Regions from separate parts of the Mus musculus genome. Here all the other regions are linked to region 1. A link is a contact called in public Hi-C and promoter capture Hi-C data. All regions are on one chromosome and are shown on one strand. The core of a region is the stretch at or near the end of the contact, and the rest is flanking DNA. Distances in the headings are between cores, read along the strand shown.

Region 1 (4,022 bases), core at 221-2,720:
AATGGCAAGTCAGTTCACTCACTGATCGAACAACATCAATGATGGGAGCAACTCCAGTCTTGTTTTTTGCCGCATTGACCCGTGTCTGCTCGCTGACCAATGTCCACAGTTTATCCAGGTTGACTGTTGGGCAGAAGCTCTGGTTCCTCTTCAAGTGGTAATGCCGCATACCAACTTTCCCAAAGTAACCTGGGTGACTGGGGAGGGAAGGCAACCATCTTCAGAGCCTCACTGAGAAAACTTATCTTTGTAGTTGTCTCCTAGTGAGTGTAAGTGTTCACTACTGTAAACATTGACACAGCAGGCACCAGATACAATTTTTGAACTAAAAGTCAGGTCACTCAGTAGCACCCCCACTCCTTAAAGGATTCCCTAAATAGGGTGCAACGTAACTTTGAATGGGTTAACTTGACATATGTCACTAACCTGGTGACTGACTGTGCCAGAAAGTCCACACAGCCAGTGAATAAGGTCAGCAGTTATTCTTCGAGGACTTAAGCACACTAAGGCAACAAGCAATACCTGAGCGTGACTCTAGCCTCGGACAGGTCCCCTCAGTTCAAGTGCAGCGTTTACTTGCTAAAGCTAGCCATACCAAATGGTAAGAAGCCCGTTTCCAGGGAGACACCGTCCTAACTCACCCCTTCAGCCCCCACTTCCAAAACACTCACTATTTGTCAAAGTTGATCCTGTGGTGGTGCATGCCTCCAGCATTCCCGCGGCCGCCTGGGTGCTTGCGGTGCTTACCTGTCGGCACACAAAGCAACTTGTGTGACTTATAGCTGCTCACATGCCCTTATTCCTGCTCTCAGTTTACCATCCGTTTCTAAGCCCGATTTATCAAGACTCGGGGATAGAAGGAACATTTACGGCATTTCACATCCCAGCGGCATGTGTTTAACTCTCACCCCGCTACCAACATAAAGTAGGGGAACTGCAAGTGTTTCCTTCCACCCACGGATGTCTACTTTCCAACAAAACTCCAAAGGCCAAACGCCGAGGAGGCGCACACTTACCGATGCGGCCGTGGCCGTGGCTCACGTGGCCCCGGAGTTTCCGGGTCTTCCTCAGTCTGGATGGCTGCGTGGGAAAAACAGCAAAGTGGTTAGGCCTGCTTAGAGGATGGGGAGACCGGGGAGAGGGCAGCAATGCCTGCCTGCCCGGATCAGGCCTGCACACGAGGACTTGCCTTCTGGAGCACCGGCTAAGCCGAGGCCGGGACTCAGAGCGTGCTCAGCCGCCCGGGCCCGCACGTCCACGCGATCCCAGCTCTGGTCGGAACACGCGGCCCCACGTTCCTCGCCCCACACCCGAGTGGGTCATCCCGCCCCGCAGGCTACGCCCAGCCATGGAGACCCACTAGGACCATAGCAAGCAGCTGAAAGGCTGGGAAGCAGAGCCCCGACCCTCCGCGATGGAGCGGAGGCCAAGAGAAGACCTACCATGGCGGTGGCAGAAAGGGAAAAGGGAGGAGCTCACGAAGTCTCGCGAGGTAGCAGGCGCGGGGGCGGGACCAATGCTTCATTTCCGGCCAGGAGGCCGGCTTCGGGAAGGGCTCCTGACGTCACGGCTCCCGGCGCCCGCCTCTTCCTTTCCGTGTGGATGGGCGGGGTGAACCGGTGGCGCCCGCCCCCGGAAGCCCCGGTAGCTCCTCCCTAGTCGAGCGCCGCTGCGGCCGGTCATCGTCGGAGTGCACTGTTCTTTTCTGGTGCGGTTGGTTTTTGTCTCCGGGCAGCAATGGCGGTGGCTCAGAGCATCGGCAAGACTTCCGCAGGGCCTCTGACGTCCCTTAAAGGGACACTGCCCTTCTCTTTTGCTCTGGTCCTCTCTTCATGTCCTGCCAAATTTGAACAGCCTTCTGTGCTTCAGGGATCTAGATTCTGTAACTATTTTGTATAAACATCACATTTGAATTTTCTCCAGACTCTGGCTGGTATGCTTTTACTCCCCTGGACCCGAGGTTCCCAGCCCAGCGTGCTCCTCATACAAGTATTTTCCGTGTCGACCTTCTTGGACCTGTTTTGTTACTTGTTTACTCGAACTATCACACTTGTAACTTCTAATTGCCAAGTTACATTTTTCTTCCCGATAGAGCCCAGATTCTCTAAGGGTTCAGGACTGGGCAATTTTGCTTGTTTTCCTTTTAAATCCATGAGTTCCTGGCGTGTAGCCTGCTTGCTAACAAAAGTGGTACACTTGTGCACAAGATTCTAACCCCTTAATCTGTTTTATTGTTTCTTACTTGATCCGTTAAACTAAAGAATATTCTAGTCAAAACTCTCAGAAAGCAGAGTGGGCAAATCCTGTCTGTCTGCTAGCTTCTTGCTCGGTGTTTAGTCCATTACAATCTGGGCAGTTTGACTTTAGCCACACCATTTCCTCAAGATCTTGTATTTGTTTTGAGACAGGGTCTTACTCTGAAGCCAAGGCTGGCCTTGTACCTCCTGACTGCTGGAGTTACACTCCTAATCGATTGGCTAGGCATGATGGTCTCGAACTTTCTCGTGTGGGCTGTAATAGCATATCTATGGCTGTCCTTGTTCAGCTCCTATTCAGGCAGTCCTGTTGGTGATACTATGGGTGTGGCTTCTTACACTCCTAGGACACACAATTTCACAGTAAAGCCTCTGATCTCTGGCTCTTACAGTCTTTCCCTCGCCTTAGGTGGAGGGGTTGTTTTACAGATTTATCCAGTGGGACTGGACTTCACACCTCTGCATTTTGATTGGTTATAGCTTTCTATATCAGTTTCTTTCTGCCTGTTGCAAAGAGAGCTTTCTTTGAGGGCTGAGGACTACCATTTTCTGTTATAAGGACAAATATTAGAACTACCCATGCCTTCACTGCTAGTATCCCAGTACCACTCTTGATTTCCCTAACCTTAACCTTTTGATCCTCCAGTCTTAGCTTCCCATGTTCTGAGATTTTAAGCATGTACCCTCATGACCAACTCTTTCTGAACTCTAAAGAATAGAGGAACTACCTTAGTATTCTACTACTTCCAATAGCACTCCAGGCCACAATGGTAAGACCCCCAACATCCTCAGAGCGCCTTGAACTTTACAAAATCTAGCTTCATTTTTTCATGAGACAAAAGACACAGAACTGGGTGACTTGTCCTAGGTTATAAAGTTGGTAGGGTACAGAGCCTGGACCTAGCCTTCCCCTTCCCTCTCCAGATTCCCCGTTTTTAGTCTCAGTGACCACTCCCTTTTGACCTCACAATACTCTGATCTTCATCTCTCCTTCATCTCACAGGCATTAATCATATACTGCCTAAGTCTAGCAGAAAGAGAGGTTTGAGAGTTGGGATCAAAATTTAAGAAGAGATCTGCTGCTGTCCCATATGTTCAAGGAATGAGCCAAATTACTTAGAAATTACCATTAGGGACGTGATCTATCAATGGAGGAAAGCTAGCTAGGAAGAGCCTTGGGAATAGAGGGTAACATTAAGTGAATTTTAATGGGACCTGGAGCAAGTATCAAGTCAGGGCAAAGAGCAGAACTAGAATCCTGTTTCTGAATAGTTTGCCAAGTGCTTTGGTTATAGATGAGCTACATCCTCTCCTCGGGACACCTGGCTGAACCTTACCCAGTAGTCTTAGTGACAGTTTGATCTCTAGAGTAGAGGGAGTGTTTGGGGAATTTGTCCAGCTGTGGTTTTCTAGACAGCTCCATTTCTTCCTCATTAGGCAACCAGCCCATTGATTCATGGTTCCTGTGCTCGTTCAGCAAAGTTAGCTTCTTCAGGTCTATCAGCCCTGACAAAACAGAGAAGGCTCAGTTCTTTATCTGAAAAGTTGAATAATAGTAGCCATATGTTAAGACATTAGGTCACCTCTCCCTCCCCACTGACCACGACCTTGAACGTGATACATGAGAACTGTTCTTTGTGACAATTCCATGAAGTATATCACAGCCTTGTGACATCGCAGGCATTTGAGCTACTTACTTTGGAGGTTCAGAGCTCAGACAACACTTGTGGAATGAGGCAAAGAGAGATGGTGCCAGGCAGTGGCTGC
Region 2 (3,575 bases), core at 625-3,124, 7.3 Mb after region 1:
TGGGCCTGGATTTAAACTGGGGGTTCTCTGATTCTGAAGTTCGACAATTCTATTATTTTGCTGCTAAAACAATAATTCACTCACCTATGCAACAAATATGTAAATTGTAAGGTACATCAACTATGTGCCAACTCTTAAGAACACTAAAATAAATGTCCAGGGCAGGTTTAAATGTAGTTGCATTTCAAGACTGAAGAACCAAAAAATCAGAGGTTTGGATGGTGGCAAGAGAGCCACTGTAAAGATTCAAAAATAAAACCCTGAGTACTGTTGTTTATTTTGTTTTTAAGACAGTTTCATGTATTTCAGGCTGGCTTTCAGCTTCATATTCTACCTCAGCTACCTAAGAATTGAAATTACAGATCTTGGCTATTATACCCCACCTAATGACTTTCTGATTTAGAGTAAAGGCAAGGAGGAGTGATGGAAAAGCAGGGTGTTTGGACAGAGTGGTTTAGGGATGGTGGTTACAGATGGATGTTCAAACTAGCTTTTCCTGTTAGGCGATTTATACATTATTCTTTCAAGTATATACTGAACATCGACAATATATTATGTTTCTTCCATTTACTGTCTTTAAAAAAAAAAAAGAGATTTATTTATTTTATGTATACCAGGAGAGGGCACCAGATCCCATTACAGTTGGTTGTGAGCCACCATGGGGTTGCTGGGAATTGAATTCAGGACCTCTGGAAGAGCAGCCAGTGCTCTTAATCGCTGAGCCCATCTATCTCTCCAGCTCCTTTAAGATGTTTTTGTTTGAGGGAATCATTTAAAATTCTTAGCAAATCTCGTTTCAGTTCTATATTGATTTCCCAGGACGTGGTGGAGAGGTAGTATGTACCTCTTTTTTTTTTTTTTTTTTTTTTTTTTAACACAGCTCCTGTTATCTGTGAGACCTCAATAATTTAGAGAGGTCTGGTTTCTAGAACATGCCCACTCTTCTGCTCTCTGCTAGATCCTAGGAGAAAAGACACCAAAAGGATGAAAATGAAGCTTTGGCCCAGATCAGGGGAGGGAGGAGGCATAGAACGGAAAATAAATAAGATACAAAGTAACAAGGTCTTTACAAGCAGACTGCCTGAACTTCACCGGGACTTGTAAAGGTTACCAAATGTGTCCTGGAGAAGGCCGCAAGAAACCCAGAACAAGTATAGATTCTGAAAGTGCAGCTGAGGCTGAAGGGCCAAGAATCTCCTCATTGGGCTCAAGCTCTGTTAAGGCAAATCCATTGCTCAGGTCTATTCTAGAGATTCAGAGGGGGAAAGTGTACGGCGAGGGCTGGCTTGCGCTGGAAAGAACAGTGGGGAGTGGAGTGTCTGCAGACAATCTGTGGATTGATGGGTTTCCAGGAAGGGTCCTCCGGCTCTCCAAGTGCAAGCTAGGTGGCCAAGGAGCCTTCCCATCATTGCCCGCAGACAGGAGCTAGAGAAGGATAGAACAATTACCAGGTCATCCTTGGGACTTCCTTCTGATTGGCCGGAGCTTCCGTAGCGAGTCTCCGCGCTCCAAGGAAGGGGGCGGGGCCTGGACACAGCGTCACTGCGGTTTGGTGCTCACTCCTCTAGCCACGCACCAGCCCTCTTCGAGGGGCCTGTGTGACGTCATGAGCCTCTCTCAGCCAACCGTTGCGGCAGAGGGAGTGGGACTCTACATCCCTCCCCATCGTCCCTCCTTTCCCCCCCCCCCCCCCCTTTCCCGGCAATTCCTTACGCTCCTCCTCTTCCCCTCCGTTCCTAATCAGAGACCGCCTCCACGTTCGGTTTCAAAAGGATCGTCACCCAATGAATAACGGTGTGGGCCTCGAGTGGCGGACCGGCCCGCCAATGCCCGGCCGCCAAGGGCGGAGCGGCCGGAGCCGATCTCTGACGGTGGACGGCGTGTGACGCAGTCAGGCCTCTGCGCGCTGCGCCCGAAGCGGCGGTCGGTGGCAGCGGCGGCGGCGACGACGGTTTTTCTGGAGGCCGCGCGGTGAGCGGCGGGTGACGGGCGGACCTGGGCTCTCACTCCAGACGCACCGCTGTAAGTCGGGAGCGCTGCCGGGGCTGGGCGGGTAGATCTTCCTCTCTGTACCGGCATCTGCGCTGGACGCCCGGGGCCCTCTCCGCCGCCGAGTCTCGTGCCGGGCGCGCTCCTTCGGGCCTGCGTGAGGGGGCGGGGCCCGGGGCCTGCGGCCTGGCTCGGGAGGCCCTGGGAGGGGATCCAACTGTGTGGGGCGTAGGCCGGAGGGGTCTCGGGTCGCAGCCCACATTGAGTGAACCTCGCTTTCTCCGGTGCTACTCATTCATTCGCTGGGTGGAGGTGAGCAGCCCGCGGTAGGCAGACCCTTGCAGGGTGGTGCCTTGGGGGGACTTCAGTGAGGTCTCCCCGTCACTTCCTTGACCACTCTACAGGACACGTTTTGTCTAGGGTTCAACCAGAGGGTTGAGTGAGTCAGAACTGTGTTTAGCTTTTTAAGACACTGACAATTGTCTGATAAATAAAATGAAGGGTTCTTTCTGTTCCGTGTAAACCTAGGTGAGAAAGATTGAATTTCTGAGTAACTGGAGCCATAAGCGTTTAAATTGTCAATCGCCCCCACTCTGCCTCAAGTACAGAGGCTTTATTAGTGGGAGGTAGGTAGAGGAAGAGAATCCAGGTGTCTTGATTCAAGTCTAGTAGAATTTGTATACTCTTCCACCCTTCCTCTATGTTCCAGTCTCCCAATATTGGCAATTCTCTATTTGGTAGGGGTAAGGACCCAGCATTTGACATAATTTTCAAAAACACTTCTAGTTTAGCTGTTTTCATGTTCGTTTATATATAGTAAGATAACTTGATTAGTAGTACCCTGATGGGGACTTTTTTTGCTTTTTTTTTTTTTTTTTTTTTTTTTTAACTTCGGAGACAACCCTTGGTTGGCCTGGAATTCGCTATGTAGACCAGGCTTGCCACAGACTCAAAGAGACCACCTGCCTCTAACGCTGAGGTAATGAGATTAAAGGTGTTTGCCATCACATCCAGACTTAACATAGACTTTTGAGAACAAAACTTTAAAAATGATGAAATTGGCTTTAACCTTGGCAGTGCACACCTTTTATCCCAGCACTTGAGAGGCAAAGGCAGGAGGCACTCTGTGACTACAAAGCTAGCCTACTCTTCATACTGAGTTTCAGGACATCTAGGGCTGCAGAGACCCTGACTCAAAAAGCCAAGTGGGGTGGGGAATAAAACCAAGATAGATGTGGTGCAGGCCTGTAATGTCACCAGTTATGGAAATTGAGGCCAGAGAACTAGAGCATACACAGGCAAAACACTTATGCACGTGATAAAAGAAATAATTGAATTCATTTCAGTAAAATGAAAAAAATGAGGCTTAACGTGTTAGAGGTACTGGGAAATACATTGATAAAATTAAATCTGCTACTTAAGATTTGATGGAATTGTCATTTTGATCTGAATATATCAATCAGCTTGTAGTTTTGATGTTTATATAAACCATAAGACCTAAAAACAAATAATGCAAAAGCACAGAAGAGAACTGAAGTCTTAAAAGTTGTAACTTGGTGTTTTCTGTATCATTTTCTCAGTTTGAG
Region 3 (3,647 bases), core at 534-3,033, 9.2 Mb before region 1:
GTTTCAGCCCATCCTAATTCCCCTACCTCAATCACTAGCACATCACCTTGATGTTTCCCAGCTTCCAGAGTACTTACCACTATCTGAAATGATCTCGTTTATTTCCTGGGGTTTTGTGTATCTTCTTCCACCAAAACGTAAACTCCATAAGAACAGGTACCTTCTCAGTCTTGCTCACTGGTTCGCCATGACACACAATGGTGTCAGCACGTGGTAGGCACTTCAGACAATTATTGAATAAATTAATTAGGGCAAATAGATCAAGCAATGTAAAGCAAGACTAGCAGAATGAAGAGAATTCTGAGAATGGCAACTTGGAGAACAACCCTATTCCCAGAGAACTAGGTACCTCTCAATTGCAAAAGTAGTCATTAAAAAGAGAGTCCGGGATTCTACAATTGTGCAAGAGGGCACTACATTTCTCACACCAGTTACCACTTGCAAGCAAGGTTTATTTTAAGGGAGTCTTGATGACAAGGTGATCCCAACCTCAAACCTACCACCCCATACTTTAGCATCAGGCATTACTGGTCCATGGTCCACTTACATTCACACCAGCCTCAGCAGGTCCAGGCATGCCTTTTCTACTCCATTTCTACCTAATTACAAGTGACCTTTGTCCAGGAAGTCTCTTGGCAAACCCTATAGCCTCATGGCTCCTATCTACTTATTCATAACCTGTACTCAGAAATGTCACTGAAAGGAAAGGCGAAGGTAACACAGCTTCCAAGGCTGGCTGCTTACCACTAAGTTTTTCCACAAACACATAAACTTCCTACAGAGTCTGTAAAGGGAGAAAGATATGCTGTTTAAGGACATACTAGCTGTTCGTACATTCATGGTAGGCTAATATCCCTGGACCCCACCATCTATAAAGTGGGGCTCTGTCTCAAGGCGATTTTATGAGAAAACAATGAGCTAAGGCACAGACAGCAATCGCAGGACTGTATGTAGGACAAATAGAAGCATCAGTAAGTGGAAGCTGCTTCCAAACGGAGGATATAATGGTGTTTTTATCACCTCCGTGTGAACTCTTGGAGAAGAGACAATTTTTGGTTCTTCCTGAGACTCAAATGTGACTTGAAAACATGAGAAAGGGCTTTCTCATCCAAATCCATCTCTTAAGGTAGGAACCACTTAACAGCATCATGGGTGTCTGAGAGAACCAGCTACATTATCCTGCAGATGCCCCAGAGTGGCAAAGCTGGTGTAAACAGCGCTCCTATGGGCCTTTGGTTGCGGTAACCAGTATTTAGAAATGGCCAGTGCACACCCCGGGGGACGCCTCCATCTCCTCCTACACTACCTCCGACACCAAACTGAAGTCACCATGAAGTGCCTACTCTTCAGCGCAGGATGCTTCACTGGGCGGAGCCAGCATCCAAGCATCCCCTCCAAGTCCCCCTGACCCCGGTCCTCAACTCCCGCCTCCCCATTCCCGATGCCTTCAAGGGCTCGTGACCGAGGGAAGCCAAACCGGGTCCGGAACGCCGGCCTTCTGTCCCTCGGGACACCAATGCCGGGTCTCACCTCAGCCTAGACCCGTAGGAAAACGAACCCAGTCCTCTTGCACACACCTGACACCTACTGCCCGGTCAGCTTCTCTGCCCGTGGACCAGCCTCCTCTGTAAGCAAAGGCCTCAGTCGGTTTAGACAGAGCGCATCTAGGTCCTCCGCCTTCTCCTCCTCCTCCTCCCCGCCATATTACGGGTCCCTCAGGCGGCAACGCGGGATCCTGGCAACCGCTGCCGCCGCCACCAGCTCAACTCCACCCCTCAGGGCCGGTACTTCCGGTGGCTGTTTGGCGGGCAGTTGAAGCGGTTGGGCCTCCATAGACTACAATTCCCAAAGTGCACTGCGGTCATCAGCAAGCGCTTACATGAGCTTTACGCAATCGAGATGCACGCTGGGAAGAGTAGTCTTCACTGCAAACTAAGGGCTTTGACTATAAATTACCATAGAAAGTCTCCTCAGGGCCTTAAACCCCAAAAGTGTTCCTGGGAAGTTGTCGGGTATTTTTGTTTGTCTGTCTGTCCGTCCGTCCGTCCGTCTGTCTGTCTGTATAGAGATAGTCTCCTGTTTGGTCGATGGAAAATGTACAACATTCACCCATGTTTTCCCTATAAATGAAAAATGTGGCTGAATCGCAGACACCAACTCAAGGCTTTAATATATTTGCACTTCTTTGCAGATCAGTTGCGGGGAATATACAGAGGAAAAGATAACTTCAAGTTGGCAAAAAAAAAAAATCCACCAATATTTTTTATCAGTTCTTACCTAAATTACTCACTAAGAGCTTTTTTGATTTAATGACACCATTTCCATTCTATAACTGGGCTTTGCCGTCCTCCTGGTGCTTATTTTTGTTTATGTATAGTGGGAATTTTAAAGAGCCTACCAAGAGTGGTTGTGAGGCATAACAGAGAAAACTCTTATACTGCACCTGGTACAAAAATCTCTAATAGGAGGAAAGGGTCATCTAGAGAGATGCTCAGTCACTAAAGCATTTGCCACTCAAGCATGAGGACCTGAGTTCAGAGCCTGAACACTCCCCTAAAAAGGCTCTGAGTCCTGGCTAAAAATTATAATTGCCAGTCCTGGGGATATAGAAATAGGAACTCCCTGGCGATCTCAGGCCGGCCATTCTAGCCAGTTTCAATGAGATCCTCAAAAATTAGGGTGGAAATTGACTGAAAAAGATACCCAACAGAGATGGATATCTCTGGTCTCCCTATACATATGTACATGTGTGTATATATATATATATATATATATATATATATATATATATATATATACACTCATGCCAAAAAATAAAAATAAAAAGGTAGGCTAAGAGCTGGAGGCAGAGGAATCATGGGATGATGGGTATCAAGAGGTGAGATCTGTCCCACTAGCACTATCCCAGTGAAACACTGGGACGCAGAGAATGGGCTCTCAGGCAAAGGCTTTAACAGAGGCAGTGCCTCAAGAAGGGTGGCATGAGGGGACCATGGTGTGAGGGACAAAGCTGACAGAGACAAGAGTGCCCCATAGCAGTGAGTGAGCCCTGAAATGGAGTCCAAGGTCCAGACATGTTCTGTTAATCTTGAGGACAATGTAATGTGGGGCTTTGGGGTGGGGGTTCCACTTATAACTTAATAATAAAGACTTGGAGACCTGTGTATAGTATAAGGATGTTGGCTTGTTTGCTGGGGCAGTCTCTCGGTTAGCACATCTAACTCAAGCCAAGTTCTCTGCTATTATAGTTCTCTGCTCTACTTCCATGTCTTTTGCCTCTGTCAGTCCTTCTACCCCAGCTCTTTATTATGCAAAAAGCCACACTAGAAACTAACGCAGTTGACATTGAAAAGGTCAAGGCTATGTGACCTTTGCCAAGGCATCTTGCCTTTTCTTTTTGAGCAGGTGGGGAAGGAACAAACATTTGCTTAACCTGCTCTGCAGGCACAGGGATTAAAAACTGAGAATACACCCGGCAGTGGTGGCGCATGCCTTTAATCCCAGCACTTGGGAGGCAGAGGCAGACAGATTTCTGAGTTCGAGGCCAGCCTGGTCTACAGAGTGGGTTCCAGGACAGCCAGGGCTATACAGAGAAACCCTGTCTTGGAAAACAAACAAACAAACAAACAAACAAACAAAAACTGAGA

Evidence for each region. Promoter capture Hi-C pulls out the DNA fragments that hold promoters and counts their contacts. A called contact is a pair of places that touch in the nucleus more often than the background predicts.
Region 2: a contact with region 1 is called in a promoter capture Hi-C map of liver, with 10 times the contacts expected there. The contact joins the promoter of Nup98 here to the promoter of Rpl27a in region 1.
Region 3: a contact with region 1 is called in a Hi-C map of CD8 T cells, with 7 times the contacts expected there. The contact joins the promoter of Ccp110 here to the promoter of Rpl27a in region 1. A contact is called at or near these places in 3 of 484 Hi-C or Micro-C datasets (CD4 T cells, CD8 T cells and regulatory T cells).

The regions. Positions count from the first base shown.
Region 1 is chr7:109,516,643-109,520,664 of GRCm38.p6, reverse strand. It overlaps Rpl27a (ribosomal protein L27A), which reads right to left and starts at 1,470. Exons shown (of 5, transcript NM_011975.3): 1 at 1,443-1,470; 2 at 1,017-1,080; 3 at 672-747; 4 at 23-197. The coding sequence starts at 1,445. It overlaps Snora3 (small nucleolar RNA, H/ACA box 3), which reads right to left and starts at 533; the gene lies at 414-533. It also overlaps a transcript of Trim66 not described here.
Region 2 is chr7:102,208,465-102,212,039 of GRCm38.p6, reverse strand. Nup98 (nucleoporin 98) reads left to right here and starts at 1,874. Exons shown (of 33, transcript NM_001287164.1): 1 at 1,874-2,022. It also overlaps a transcript of Pgap2 not described here.
Region 3 is chr7:118,710,679-118,714,325 of GRCm38.p6, reverse strand. It overlaps Ccp110 (centriolar coiled coil protein 110), which reads right to left and starts at 1,783. Exons shown (of 15, transcript NM_001360794.1): 1 at 1,578-1,783; 2 at 78-220.